5 separate regions of the Mus musculus genome follow, and all the other regions are linked to region 2. Evidence: chromatin contacts called from public ChIA-PET, HiChIP or PLAC-seq and promoter capture Hi-C data. All regions are on one chromosome and are shown on one strand. The core of a region is the stretch at or near the end of the contact, and the rest is flanking DNA. Distances in the headings are between cores, read along the strand shown.

Region 1 (2,700 bases), core at 158-2,657, 300 kb before region 2:
TTGGCATCACAGACCGTCCACCACAGTGGGCAACAGAAAGGAAGGCATCAGAGAGCCTCAAAGATAGATGTGTGCAAAGACTGACCAAGCAGCATTTGTATTAGAGGTGAGGGACAAACATCCATCAGAAGGAAAACAAACAAATATCTAATTAAAAAAAAAAAAAAGGTTAGCCTGGGCCAGGCCAAGCGCCTTTAATCCTAGCACTTGGGAGGCAGAGGCAGTCAGATTTCTGAGTTCAAGGCCAGCCTGGTCTACAGAGTGAGTTCCAGGACAGCCAGGGCTATACAGAGAAACCCTGTCTCAGGGGGAAAAAAAAAGATGTATGTATGTATGTATGTATGTATGTATTTATTTATTTATGTATATAAGTACACTGTAGCTGTACTGATGGTTGTGACCCATCATGTGGTTGCTGGGAATTTGAATTCAGGACCTCTGTGCTCTGGTCGGCCCTGCTCACTCCAGTTGACCTGCTTGCTCCACCCTAAAAGTTTATTATTTTATCTAAGTACACAATAGCTGTCTTCAGACAGTACCAGAAGAGGGCGTCAGATCCCATTACAGATGGTTGTGAGCCACCATGTAGTTGCTGGGAATTGAACTCAGGACTTCTGGAAGAGCAGTCAGTGCTCTTAACTGCTGAGCCATCTCACCAGCCCCCGATTTTTTTTTTTTTTAATAATTACACGCTACATAAATTTTGTTCACTCTTAAGCTGTTCCCCCTCCAGTGCTCATAGATGTGTGCTGCCAGGGACTTCAATTCCATGTGGCATGTCCTCTAGAGAACATCTTTTTAAAAACAGAGGAGGAGGAGGGAAGGAGGGGGAGAGAGGAGGGCTGGAGAGATGGCTCAGCTGTTAAGAGCACTGGCTGCTCTTCTGGAGGACCTGAGTTCTATTCCCAGTACCCACATACATGATAGGAACACCATCTATACATGCATCTACCATCTGTAGATCACAACCATCTACAAATGAGTTGATGCCCTCTTCTGCCATGCAGGTGTACATGCAGATAGAGCACTCACATACATTAAGTAAATAAATATAATTGCGGAGACATAGCAATTAGAGAGCAGCTAACCTGGGCTACATAATGAAGAACTTGTCTGAGACAAACGAGAGACCTCCACACCCCCTGACTTCTTTCCTGTTCCTGTGGATATTCATCCTCTTGTTTAGAAGGCTCTCCTGGGGCTGGAGAGACAGCTCAGCAATCAAGGGCGCCTGCTGCTCTTGCAGAGGACCTGGGGTGGGCACTTAATGTTGCTGTCATGACCCTTGCATCATCTCTCCCTCCCTTGCTCTTTCCGTGGTACTGGCAGCTTCCTCATCTTACCCAATCCTGTAGGGGCAGGTCTGTAAGGTTCCTTCTTTGTTCTGTCCTCTGCACTTAGTAGTGACTGAATGCCACAGCACAGCGCTGCAGCTGCTTCTGGAATTGTGTCCCCTGAGGATCTGTCCCCCTCAGGAGGGATGGTGGAGCTCATATAGCCTTTGGCCTGAGCCCTTTACTGAGAGAAAAGGAGGCTGTTGCCAAGGACTCCAGGGGAGTGGATTCTGCTCTGGTCCAGACCCAAGGCACCCAGCCCTCCTGGAGACATTGTGTGAGCCGGGCTGGGCCTCCAGACACAGCCCCTGCTGCCCCACCCCAGCCAGGGTGGTGCTTGTGTGGGAAGGACTTTAAGTCCAGCTGCCAGACCCCTGATCAGGAGAGGCAGAGAGGGCTGGCCACCATGCACGGTTCCTGCAGCCCGTGGGTGATGTTGCCGCCGCCACTGCTCCTCCTGCTGCTGCTGATTGCCACTGGCCCCACCACAGCCCTCACAGAGGACGAGAAGCAAACTATGGTGGATCTTCACAACCAGTACCGTGCCCAGGTGTCCCCGCCAGCCTCAGATATGCTGCAGATGGTGAGTGTGGCTGGGGGCCACCTCCTGGGCCTGAAGGGTGCGAGGCAAGGCCTGCCACAGTCCTTCTCCTCGCCTCCCCGTGGGGATGCTCTGTCAAGACTCCTTCCTCTCTGGTCAGTGACAGAGTCCCTGGTGCTGTATAATGCACTGGTCCCCATTATCAGCCCCATCTTCTAGATGAGAAAACTGAGGCTCAGAGGGAACTTTGCTCAAGCTTAAGCCCTGGCTCCCCACACAGCAGTGGCCTCCTCCTCAACTCTTCTCAAGATGGGGTGTCCTGGAGGGAAGAGGAAGAGGCAGATGAGCCCAGAAAACACTGGAGGGGGAGGGAGCAAGCCTGAAGGACTTTGGGGCCCACAGTTTAGGTGCCCTTTCCAAAACCCGGTCTCGTTTGGGGCGCATCCTGTAACCATGTGGACTCTCTCAGTGTCTCGTCGGTAAAATGGGGTCACAAGCACACCCACACGCATGGGCTGACTCGCACACATGTAATACTACATGCGGTGAAATATAAAAAGCACATATATAACACACATACAAATTATCTACACAACAGTGAGAGGAATGCACAGACAGTGGAGGCCGAGGCTGGGTGCCGGTGGCCAATCTGGCGAAAAGAACATTTATTATCAGATGGCAGGGTGGAGGCAGGATGTCTGCTCTGGTTTCAGCTGATAAGAGTTAGAATCACTCCCATTCTGTCCTCTCTGAAGTCTGACTGGTCCACCCCACTCCCAGACACCCTCCAGTGGCCAGGAACCCCTGAGCTAAGGGCTAGGTCAC
Region 2 (2,700 bases), core at 31-2,530:
TCCAGTTCCAGGGGATCCAACAACCTCTTCTGGTTTCTGCAGCCATTGGGCATGCACTTGGCTCAGAGACATACATGCAGGCAAAACATGTACACATATATCTTTTTTTTATTTTTTTTAAGATTTATTTATTATATGTAAGTACACTGTTGCTGTTTTCAGACACACCAGAAGAGGGCACCAGATCTCATGATCTCCTTTCGGGTGGTTGTGAGCCACCATGTGGTTGCTGGGATTTGAACTCAGGATCTTCAGAAGAGCAGTCCGTGCTCTTAACCGCTGAGCCATCTCTCCAGCCCATACACACATATCTTAAACACCCAAACTTCAGCGTGGAGAGAGAAGGGAGAGTTTCATCTCCCTAGCCCCTTCAAGCCCATTTCCATTCCTTCTGTACCCTGTATGAGCCCCAGGTAATGCGATCCATCTCTACAGATTTGCCTGGTATAATTTTTAAAGATTCAGAAACAAAATGAGGTCATGAAAAACAAATAGATGCTAAATAGGAATAGACTGAATCAACCTTAAAATGATCAGACTTTTCTAAATCACTCAAAAGTGGGTTATAATGGGGTGGAGGTATAATTTAGCTACAGAGTACATCCTTGGCTGTGTGTTCAATGTTCAGAATCTCCTACTCCCAACCCAAAGTAGGCTATAGTTCTCAATAAAATGGTTATGGCCGTCATCACCGTGTTATAAAGCAATTTTTGTTTGTTTTGTAGACACGGTCTCATATCCCAGGCTGGCCTCTAACTCACTGCATAGCGGTAGATGCCCTTGAACTCCTCATCCTCCACCACACTCTGCCAAAGGAAAAAGGGGTGGGATACAAATAAAGGTTCAGGTTCATTGCTGCTGGATCTGGGGTACTGGCTTTGGAGAGCGCAGAGAGGAAAGAAGGTATTGGGAAAGTCATTATTATACTCACGAACCCAAGGAAAGAGAGTGTTTCTGTTGTTTACTATAATTTTTAATCTATAACTTTTAAGTGTTTATTACTCTGCGCGCACACAGGCGCGCGCGCACACCCACACCCACCCGCTAGGGTGCGCATTTGGAAGTCAGAGGCCAATTTGAAAAGTCAGTTTTCCCCAGCCACCATATAGGTGAAGCCTGAGCATCGTCTCCACGCTTGCCAGCAAGTAGCTTTACTCGTTGAGCCATCCTCCAAGTCCTAAAATCTATGCTTTAGTTTAGGATTTTGTCCGCAGCAGACGTTACGCTCGTCCTTCTTCAGGCTCACACCTGCGCACTTCCCGCCCGCCTCCCGCTGCGCACGCGCACTGCCCGCCTTCCCAGGCCTGGGGCGGGCCCGCGCTCTCAACGCGGTCGATCCCCGGGCGATTGCTTCTGTCTTGTGTGTAGATTAAGTTGCGCGAGAGGAACCTCGGAGGCGGCCGGAGCTCAGGCTAGAGGTTGGCTGGTTGCTGAACGCTGCCCCAGTGCCGGTCGGGCCATGGGCGAGCCCGACCCCTTGGTCTCGGGGCAGCTCGCGGCCCGCCGGAGCTGGTGCTTGCGGCGGCTGGGGATGGACTGCGAGTGGCTGCAGCTGGAGGCTGGGACTGAGGTGAGGGCGAGAGGCCTGGCGAGCTGCGGGAGCGGGGGAAGGCCGCGCACACCGGTCGGCGGGGAGGCGCCGAGGCAGCGGGCTCCGGCCACCTCAGGGCCCGGAGGGACCGGGCCGCGAGGCCAGGCGAGTCCGCGGCTTGAGGCCCGAGCTGGAGGGCGGCTGCGCGGGAGCGGGACCCGTGCCGGAGCCGCTGTAACGGACGCGGGCCTCCCAGCGAGGAGAAGGATGGGGTCGAGAACAGGCACTGTCCCAGTTAAGGGTCTATCAGAGACGGAGAAACTGAGGCAGAGGCGTCCCCACTGATTCCTAGGAGTGGCGAACCTGTCTAGGGAGTCTGAAGATGGACGCCTGGAAGGCTGCGGAGGGCGTGGACTCTCTGGAGTTGATTTTAAGTGTGATCAGGAGTTTAAGGGTAGCATGCCTAAACCCCTCGAACTGTAATACTGAAAATAAAAGTCTTCCATTCCATCTCCGAGGGGAACTGGAGCGTCGGGGTGGGCCACTCCTGAAGTGGGTCAGCCTTCTCTCCAGAAACTGCTCACAATGTAAAGCTGACTTAAAAGGCCGGTGCTGGGGATTGAACGCAGGGTCACAGAACTTGGAAGGCAAGGACTCTACCAAATGAGCTGTATCTGCAGCTCCACAAACGCAAAATTAGAAACAAAGACAAAGTGGGAGGAACAGTTCTAAGTGGGGGAGAGGTGCTGGGTGCTGTTGTGGGCTTTCAATCCTTGCAGTCTGCTCTGGAAGCAGAACTGGGTCAGGGATGCGCTTGCAATGTAGAATCCTTGAGGTTTTGGAAAGCCTGTACAGTACTGAATGTTGGTCATGTGTACTGGCTGGTCTTTTGTCAACTTGGCACACAAACCAGAGTCCTCTGAAAAGAGGGAAACTTAATTGAGCAAATGTCTCCATAAGATCCAGCTGTAAGGCATTTTCTTAATTAGTGATTGATAGGGGAGGGCCCAGCCCATTGTGAGTGGGGTTGTCCCTTGGCTGGTGCACCTGTGTTCTATAAGAAAGCAGGCTGAACAAACCAGTCAGCAGCACCCCTCCATGGCCTCTGCATCAGCTCCCGCCTCCAGGTTCCTGCCCTGTGTGAGTTTTTGTCCTGACTTCCATTGATG
Region 3 (2,700 bases), core at 28-2,527, 350 kb before region 2:
ATCTAAGGAGGCTGCCACTCTGATCGTCACTGTTCTCTGTAAAGCTGGTGTCCTTAGGGAAACAGAACTGTACCTCTTCAGTGCAGTCTCACCTGTCTCTCTTTGCCTTGCAGCTTCAAGTGATGGGAACTCTGCTAACCCCAGTTCTCTCACTCGGTGAGGTTCTGAAAAGGGGACTTTGAGAATTTCCAAGGCCACCATAGATGAATTTAGGCTCCATATATTCTCCTTTTTAGTTTTTTTGTTTTTTTGTTTATTTGGTTTTTCGAGACAGGGTTTCTCTGTATAGCCCTGCCTGTCCTGGAACTCACTCTGCCCGGCAGCTACAGACAGTTCTAAGCCATTGTGTGGGTGCTGGAAAGTGAACTCTGGTCTTTTTCTGGAGCAGCAGGTGCTTGTAACTCCGGAGCCCTTTCTCTAGCCTGTGTAACTGTCATTTTAAGGGGTTAAAAACAAAGTCAGTTCTGGCAGGCTTAGTATGTCAGCTGAGGGTACAGGTAGTAGTGGGTGTCAGGAAAGGAGACTTATTTGTGCCTGTATGGGGAGAGCGTAGAGTGGCCTGGTGGCCTGGAGTCTTTGCTCTGGTTCATCTGACCCCATCTCACAGTCACCATGGCTTTTGAGTTATAGCATCAGGGCTGAGCCCAGCATTTTGTTTCAGGTCCCCGGGTAGAAATCAGTTAAAGGTTCTGATATAGAGGCTTGAGAGATGGCTTGGCTGTTCAGAAAGCTGTTTTCCCAAAGAATTTGAGTTCAGTTCCCAGAATCTATATCATTCTGCTCACAGTTGTCTGTAAGTCCAGTTCCATGGGATCCGGTGCCTCTGAAGACACTTATGTGCATGGAGAAGCGTACACATACTACACACACACACACACACACACACACACACACATATACAAACAGTTGCTGACTGCCACTCCCTATTTGTGAGAGAAACCTGCAGTCAGTTAACCAGCTCCATAAACCTGTTTGGCTGGTTCATGGTCAGGTGTTGTGAGAATGTTCATGTTACAATATATAATTCTTGAAGCAGTTTCCTAAGAGTACAGTGCTTAGTGATGCTTACCACAGAACCAGCAGTCAATAGATACAAACGAGTGAGCCAAGTGTAAATGGGAATGAATTGAGTCAATGAGTCCGGACCCCTAAAAAAATTTTTTTATTATTATTATTATTGTTGTTATTAATATTTTGAGACTTCTACGACTGAGAAGGCGCAGTAGTGCCATCTGGACGTCAGGGGGAGCAAGAGCACAAGCTTTTCAGATACCGCGAGATTTGCCCCGCGCCCCGCGCCCCGCGACCTCGCCAGATCTGTTTCGGAACCTGGGGCGCAAGGAGCTTTTCCTTTGTGTTCCAGCCCTGGCCGGCGGCGCGAGAACCACTTCCGGGTCGCGCTGCCGGAAGCAGGAAGTTGTTGGCCCACCCTCCTCGCCCGGCGGCTGCTGTCCCCGAGGCGGGAGGAGCCCGAGAGGGCGCGGGCCCGCATGTGAGTGACTGGGGCCCGAGGCCGGGAGGGGGGAGGCCGGCCGCCCTCCGCGGCCGCCGCTGCCTCGCGCCGCCCTCCTCGCCGCTCCCGTCCGCGTTCTGCTGACTGACAGCACCCCCGACCGCTCCCCGGGGCAGATCCCCTCTGACATCTTTCCCGAGGCTCCGCGGGGAGGGTGACGGGGTCCGACACTGCTCGAACTTGGTTCGCAGACGTGGCGGCCGTGTCCGAAAGCCCTGACCCCGCTTGCCAACCTGTCACAGATGCCTTAGCGTCACCCCTGAATGGCCCCTTCTTAGACATCTTAGCCCAAATGTTAAGGAGGAAGTACTTAATTTAATTTTATTTATTTTAATGTGGACTTAATGTGATAAACTTGGCGTCTCAGAACGTGGCATGGCACACTGACCCGTTTGCAGTCAATCGCCTGCCAGTACGAGAAAAATAAGCTGCCTAGTGTTTCCTTGCATTTTAAGACTTAAACCTTGCAAGCCATGTGTCGTGAGTATGCTATGTCAGAAACATAAAGGGACACGTTTGTCTTTTCACAGTGCCAGGCACAATGTCTTTCACAATGGAAGTACAGATTCACAAACTGGGTTTCGTTGGCTGCAATTTTGCCAAGATTTCGAGATTTCCCTTGACAGCTGGCCATCACCGAAAATAGAATATATCATTCCAGTCTTCACTGGTGATATTAACTCTCACCGGAGACTACACATCCCACAGTAATTATATGTCTATGTAGGCTATTGAATAGCTGTGTAAGGGGTAAAGAGGCCACAGGAGTTCTAAGAGGCCTTACATGAAGCAGAAGACAGATGTAAAGAGAAAGACAAGTATTCATGATAAGGTATGAAGGCTTTGGAGCTGAGGGAGGCCCGGAGCTAGACTTCACCATTGAGGTGAGCTTGGGAATGAACTGGAAGATGGTCCAGAAGGACACACAGGTGGCCACATCAACAGTGGCAGGAAGGGGAGGATCTTGAGCTCCAGAGATTGGTAGGAGTTCTCTGCTGTCAGCCTTTAATGAACACACTCGTGGTTACACGGGCAATGGGGGCTCTTGTCATTATAGCTTTAGAAGTGTTCATGGGGCTCAAGTGAAGGTGATCGATTTTTGCCACTTTCTAGGGCATATGATAAGTTGGTTTTATTTAGTGTATTTGATAATGGATCTCCTGGTGTGAATTCAGTACCCTTATGTG
Region 4 (2,700 bases), core at 137-2,636, 360 kb after region 2:
GCCCACCATGATGGGCTGTGACCAGGAAGGGTGAGCTCCCTATCACTGGAACAGGAGAAGAAATGAAGAAGCTGGCATTTTAGATGTGAAACCGTTTATCCTGCAGATTGAAGACTCGGCCTTGGGAAGGCTGGTGGCTCTGAGTCCAAACTGTGGTTCCTCTGCCTGCCCGTTCTTTGGGCTTCAGCAGTTGAAGCTCTCTGAGGCTACATTTCCTTACCTCGGAATCTGGGAAGAGTACAGCTTACCTCGGGGGCACTGTCAGAATAGCCTAACAGACATAAATCACACAGCATAGCATGCCACACCTGCAACCGTGTTGGTTTTTCCTTGTTTGTTTTCTGCCCAAGGTCGCACAGCTAGCAAGCAGAGACACTCTGGAAACAGCTTTTGAAAGGAGGGGTTCAGGGGGAAAATACAAACCACATTACTCAGTGCCAGATTAGGGTCTGTGACAATGACTTTGCGTCTCTATACCCGTGCCACATCCTCGTACTTAACATACAGCTGGACAACAATCAATGTGTGTTCAATGAGTGAGTACAAGAAGGAACAGACACGCAGAAGGGCTCCCACCCAAAACTGCCTTTAGGAACCTTGTTTCAGAAGACTCAGTGGATCAGAGACTCTAGTGGTTAAAGGGGCTTGCTGCCAACCCTCATGACCGGAGTTCAATACTCAGGGTCCACATGGTGGAAGGAGAGAACCAATTCTCAGGGTCCACATGGTGGAAGGAGAGAACCAATTCTCATATGTTCTCTAACCTACACACACATACACACATACACACACACACACACACACACACACAAATGCAAAACAACTGGACAAACAAGCAAGACCCCAAACTTATTTCAGGCTGACATCCAGGTATAATTCCCTGGGATGGAGAAGCTTGCCAATAACCCCCCAGTGGGTGTTATTTTCTGGGATGGAAAAGGTGTTATCTGCCTCATATCTGATGAAACAGGTCACAGATTGGCATCAGGGAGCAGGGAGAAGGTAACTGGCCACCTTGAGTACAAGCTGGTCCTAGTGACTTGTGCCTAAAGGAGATCTGGGGTGGATGTGGAATAACAGACAGGAGCTGTTGCCAGAATGTACACCTCAGGCCCCTGCCACCTCCCTTCCTCTGTTGCCAGGAAAGCCCAAGTTTGTGGGGACTGCCTTGAAACCAGGCCAGGAAACAGTCTGGAGTTTCTTCCTGCCTCCTGGAGACGGGGTTTCTTCTGCAGCTCTCTCCTGTCTGGGGGTGACTCATCAGTTGTGGTGTCCTCCATAGCAGAAGAGGGTTCCAGAGAAGAGGGGCCGCCCGGGGCATATCCATCTGCTGAACAGCCAGTGCTGGCAGTAAGGCCTCTGGGCTGTTTCAATTGTGACCACAGGGGGGCGAGAGGGAGCCAGGCCCAGCGGCCCGGCCATCTGGATGTTCCTAAGCTGGGAAGAGCCCTGGACTAAGCCTGCGGAGGCGGTGCTGATGCTTCTTGGGCCTCCCAGGAGCTCTGGGCCTCCACTAAATCTGAAATAAACTCTGCCTAAAATCAGGACTAGAATCTCTCATTTACAGAGAGATTCCTAAATCAGGGGAGCGTACTTGCTCGATCTATCTACTATTGATCTCCTGAAAGCCTTAAGTCAGCTTCTTCCCTTATCATCAGGTCAGTCAGGGACTGAAGACTGTAGCTACGGTGATTAAGGCTTTGCCTAGCATGCACGAAGCCCAGGGTTCCAGCCCAAGCACTAGCTAAGCTGGGTGCGGTTAGTACACATGCTTGGATATGCTCACAACCTGCATTTTATATGTACATATATTTGAGGCAGGGGTATCTTTTTTATTTATTTATTTATTTATTTGATTACTCGGACTTTGTTTTGCTTTCTTGTTTGTTTGTTTGTTTAGATGGATTCAAATAGCCCAGGCTGGCCTCCATGGGCTTTGTGCCTGGGGGTGGCTTTGAACTTCTCATCCTCCTACTTTGACTTCCTCAGTGCTGGGGTTACAGGTGTGTGCCACCATACCTGATTTAAGGGATGCTGAAATGTGCTAGGCAGGCTTGCTAACCTTGCTTGTGTCTGTCCCTCACCTGGATCATAGCCCACGGTCATATCAGAGCTGTCCCCATGTGAGGTCAGAGGTCGACACAGGCTCTCCACAGCCTTTGGTGCTTCGCCTTGACTTGTCAATAATCTCCATCACACCTCAAAGTAGATGATACTGAGCCTCAGAGATATCGATCGAAGAATCCAAAGCCACACAGCTAGAAGAGTGTGGTGTGTGCTCCAGAGAACATAGCCCCTCCATTTCCCACACCCAGTAAGACCCCCGCTCCCACCTCCCATCACAGCCATCTGCTTGCAGCAAGCAACTTGACCTCTGTCCCCCACCCCTCCTTCAGACTGGGGGACTTCCCAGGGAGAACAGAGTCTTGCCTAATTGCAAAGGCTTAAGCGTACAAGCCTTTGCTTGAAAGTGATTGAGGCTTAACTCCAGGAACCAAGTCCAGCACGATTTACTCTGAGTATCTGTTAATCCCTCTGCCTGGCCTAGAGAGTGCTACCTGGAGTGATACCCAAGGCTATGTGTGAACATGTCCGTCCCCCCACCCCCAGCTCCTCTCCTCCTTGACCTCTGCACTCCCACCCCCAAGCCCAGTCCCTTTCTGGGACTGCAATATGTGTTCACCAAGACTGTCTCGAGGG
Region 5 (2,700 bases), core at 74-2,573, 500 kb after region 2:
AATCACAAACACGTACCACCACATCTAGCATTTTTTAATGTGGTTTCTGCGGATTGAACTCAGGTCTTCACTTTACCAATTGAGCTTTTCCTCAATTGAGCTTTCCCCCCCTCTCTTTTTTTTTTAAAAATGAGGAAGTAGACCCAGAGAACTTAAAGGAACTTTGTTAGTTCACTTAGCTCCTAAATCTTAATGAAATGCAGAGTGGTTTGTTTGAATGTAAAGACTAAGTAGCTTGCATTTCTTTCCCTCAGCCTGTTTCTACTGGCAAGCACAGAGTGCACACTTTTCATTGACTTGGACTGAGCAACTTTAGGACCGCTTGGTGCTTTGGTCCTATTGGACAAAGCATGTTTTGATAATAGGAGATGAGCGTTCTGGTGTAGCTCTGCCCCTGACTGTCTGGTGTCTCTTGCCCTTGGTTGCCCTGCAGATAGGTGTGTCTCCTTCCACAGAGTATGATTTGCAGGACATGTTATCTGTACCACCAAACACTCAGCATGAGTCTGTAAAGCAAGGAGGCTTTACAGATGAGACAGTCAGATGCTGAGCAGAGGTTGGGGGATTCTTCATTGTTTTTATTCAGAAAACTTGACTGGCGAGGGACCTGTGCTTGTGTGTGAGGCGTATTTTAAGGCAGACATCCCTCTCTTTGTTGGGAATAGTGGATCTGATTGACGCATCAGTCACTGTTGTCAGTTACAGTTTAGTACTTTAAAAAGTCATGAAAACAGAGGTACACGAAGTGACACATATGTTAATGAGCTTGATTTAGCCATAGCATAGTACCTATTTTAGAATAACATTGTGTATGATAAAATACGTAACTTTCTCAATTTAAAATATTCAGAAAAAAATTGAAAAGTTTTACAGTGTATACTAGGCAACAAGGAAGCACTTTGGCAAGAAAAAAAAATAACCAAAGAGTAAGATCTGTTTCATATACTTATAGGAAAAATGTCATTGCTTGTGAAAAATAAGAATTAGGTCAGGACAAAATATAGCTTCAGTGTTTTAAGTAAGTGGTAGCTGCACTTGCTCTCTGCCCAGGCTTTGGTCTCTAGTATGTGTTCTCACTAGTAAGCGTCTCCATCAATACAGCAAAAGAAAAACTTTTTAGAGTTTTCATGATATTCACCAGTTGAAGACATCGTTATAATAATATGCCTTTTCCAAAAATTCATTGCTCAACCTGGTAGTTCTGCTAAAGCGAATGTGTACCCAAAAGAATTGAACCCTAAGTAGGATACGTGACTAAGTATGTGTGTGTCACTTTTAGCTCGGGGCTTCTGGGCCTTATTTCTGAATTGCGTGGTATCTTCAGCAATAGGGACTTAACTTTCACCCCTGGCTGAGGGTAACCTAGGGCAATCAATAGCAGGGGGCCGTGTGCTAGACAGCTCTGGCCAACAACTCAAAAGAGGGCTTCTCATGGTTGGTCCTGGGAATTTTGGTAGGTGGTCTTGAACTTTTGGAGGGAGTGCTGTCAGCCTAGATGAGAAAAGTTCAATAAAATTATAAATATGTATTTGTACAATGAGTTATGGCACATTTTGTTTTCTATGGCAGTATTCATAGCGGATCAAACTCTGCTCACGTTTAGACTGTGCTGTGAGTGGACTGTCTTTGTTTTCTGTTCTCTCTAGAAGCCTTCAGAGAAGGTTTAGTTAATCACAGGGCACAATTTTTGTGACATTTTACTTGTGGTACCTAGCACAATAATTAAAATATATTGCTTGGCTATTGAAACAATATTTTTTTTATTACAGAGTTAAAACTGTCGTCTGGAAAGAAACTCTATTATTTAAAAATGAATATTATTTGGTAAATAACTTAAAATTTAAAAGAATAGCTTCAAATGGAAGGATATTGATACATTGCTTTGTGGATCAGTTTTCTGACCTTTTGTCCTCTTGGATCTGAAAGACCATTAATACAAAGTTGAACTTGTGGGAAAATGACAAGAATTTCCTCTTAAGTTCTTGTTTTTGGGCAGGCTTGCATTTACCTGTGTAGTTTTGTATGTTGTTACTTTTGATGGAACACAAATGTTGCAATTACTCTACAGTGTTTTTATTCAGTAGAGAAGTGTTACCTTTTCTCTGTGCAAGCTAGAGATGTTTGAGGGTAAGAATAACCCAGCGCGTAGGGGAGGGAGGTATCCAGTGTGACTGACCTAAGAGATTTTTGCTAAATTGCTTTCCTGAAGGTTGGATCTTACTGTGAAATGTGCACCCAGCCCTTTTGTAGCCCTTTGTATTTTTGTATTTCTTCCTGGGCCCAGAGGAACATCAAGGGAGTTTTTGTGAAGCCAGCAGAGGGCGCATATCTGATGCTCTTGTACTTGAAAACAGGACTGAGTGAATTTTTTTGAAGCAACTTGAAAACAGGACTGAGTGTATTTTTAAGGGTTCTTCATCAAAGCTCCTCCCTTCCCTCAACATTCTTTTTTTTTTTTTAAATTGTGATTTAAAAAAACCATTGTGAAATAAAATCAGATGAAAAAATGTTTTAAAGGATTTGTTGTCAAATCTGACAGTTGGTTTTCTCCCTAAGTTGGAGAACATCAATTTAGAGACAAGCATCTTACTGGGTAGCCCTGGCTAGCCTGGAATTTGTTATGTAAACCAGTCTTGACTTCAAACTCATAGATATCCACCTGCCTCTGCCTCCCTAGTGCTAAGATTAAAAATGTGCACT

The links. Promoter capture Hi-C pulls out the DNA fragments that hold promoters and counts their contacts. ChIA-PET counts read pairs in DNA pulled down with a chosen protein or histone mark. HiChIP or PLAC-seq counts read pairs in DNA pulled down with a chosen protein or histone mark.
Region 1: an H3K4me3 HiChIP or PLAC-seq map of bone marrow-derived macrophages shows a contact between it and region 2, with 3 times the contacts expected there. The contact joins the promoter of Pi16 here to the promoter of Rnf8 in region 2. A contact is called at or near these places in 1 of 39 promoter capture datasets (liver), 1 of 15 datasets of contacts at CTCF or cohesin (the NIH/3T3 cell line), 2 of 115 datasets of contacts at active chromatin or transcription factors (bone marrow-derived macrophages and effector CD8 T cells) and 3 of 9 other capture datasets (adipose tissue, embryonic stem cells and liver).
Region 3: a contact with region 2 is called in an RNA polymerase II ChIA-PET map of memory CD8 T cells, with 112 read pairs. The contact joins the promoter of BC004004 here to the promoter of Rnf8 in region 2. A contact is called at or near these places in 8 of 39 promoter capture datasets (the HPC-7 cell line, embryonic stem cells, hematopoietic stem and progenitor cells and 5 more), 6 of 484 Hi-C or Micro-C datasets (B cells, CD8 T cells, cardiomyocytes and 3 more), 7 of 115 datasets of contacts at active chromatin or transcription factors (bone marrow-derived macrophages, effector CD8 T cells, embryonic stem cells and 3 more) and 3 of 9 other capture datasets (adipose tissue, embryonic stem cells and liver).
Region 4: an H3K4me3 HiChIP or PLAC-seq map of embryonic stem cells shows a contact between it and region 2, with 9 read pairs. The contact joins the enhancer-like site here to the promoter of Rnf8 in region 2. A contact is called at or near these places in 4 of 39 promoter capture datasets (cranial neural crest, hippocampal neurons, pre-B cells and 1 more), 1 of 484 Hi-C or Micro-C datasets (cerebellum) and 5 of 115 datasets of contacts at active chromatin or transcription factors (T-cell acute lymphoblastic leukemia, embryonic basal ganglia, embryonic forebrain and 1 more).
Region 5: a contact with region 2 is called in a promoter capture Hi-C map of the HPC-7 cell line, with 3 times the contacts expected there. The contact joins the enhancer-like site here to the promoter of Rnf8 in region 2. A contact is called at or near these places in 5 of 39 promoter capture datasets (the 3T3-L1 cell line, the HPC-7 cell line, HPC-7-derived erythroid cells and 2 more), 2 of 115 datasets of contacts at active chromatin or transcription factors (embryonic forebrain and neural tube) and 1 of 9 other capture datasets (embryonic stem cells).

What each region holds. Positions count from the first base shown.
Region 1 is chr17:29,317,475-29,320,174 of GRCm38.p6, forward strand. Pi16 (peptidase inhibitor 16) reads left to right here and starts at 1,408. Exons shown (of 7, transcript NM_023734.3): 1 at 1,408-1,917. The coding sequence starts at 1,741. Gm46603 (a long non-coding RNA gene) reads right to left here. Exons shown (of 4, transcript XR_003952339.1): 4 at 2,310-2,700.
Region 2 is chr17:29,613,509-29,616,208 of GRCm38.p6, forward strand. It overlaps Rnf8 (ring finger protein 8), which reads left to right and starts at 1,281. Exons shown (of 8, transcript NM_021419.2): 1 at 1,281-1,570. The coding sequence starts at 1,460. Gm28043 (predicted gene, 28043) reads left to right here and starts at 1,281. Exons shown (of 28, transcript NR_132314.1): 1 at 1,281-1,570.
Region 3 is chr17:29,267,511-29,270,210 of GRCm38.p6, forward strand. It overlaps BC004004 (cDNA sequence BC004004), which reads left to right and starts at 1,278. Exons shown (of 9, transcript NM_030561.3): 1 at 1,278-1,492.
Region 4 is chr17:29,974,560-29,977,259 of GRCm38.p6, forward strand. No RefSeq gene overlaps it. Among named protein-coding and RNA genes, the nearest start is that of Zfand3, 29 kb to the right of the region's middle. Within about 2 kb of position 1,387, at least 49 of the 459 cell types and tissues checked have an H3K27ac peak or open chromatin away from gene starts, as enhancers often do. A contact at or near this core is called in cerebellum and embryonic stem cells, where this site is marked.
Region 5 is chr17:30,112,643-30,115,342 of GRCm38.p6, forward strand. The region is part of intron 2 of Zfand3 (zinc finger, AN1-type domain 3); the gene reads left to right. Among named protein-coding and RNA genes, the nearest start is that of Zfand3, 110 kb to the left of the region's middle. Within about 2 kb of position 1,324, at least 8 of the 459 cell types and tissues checked have an H3K27ac peak or open chromatin away from gene starts, as enhancers often do. A contact at or near this core is called in the HPC-7 cell line, where this site is marked.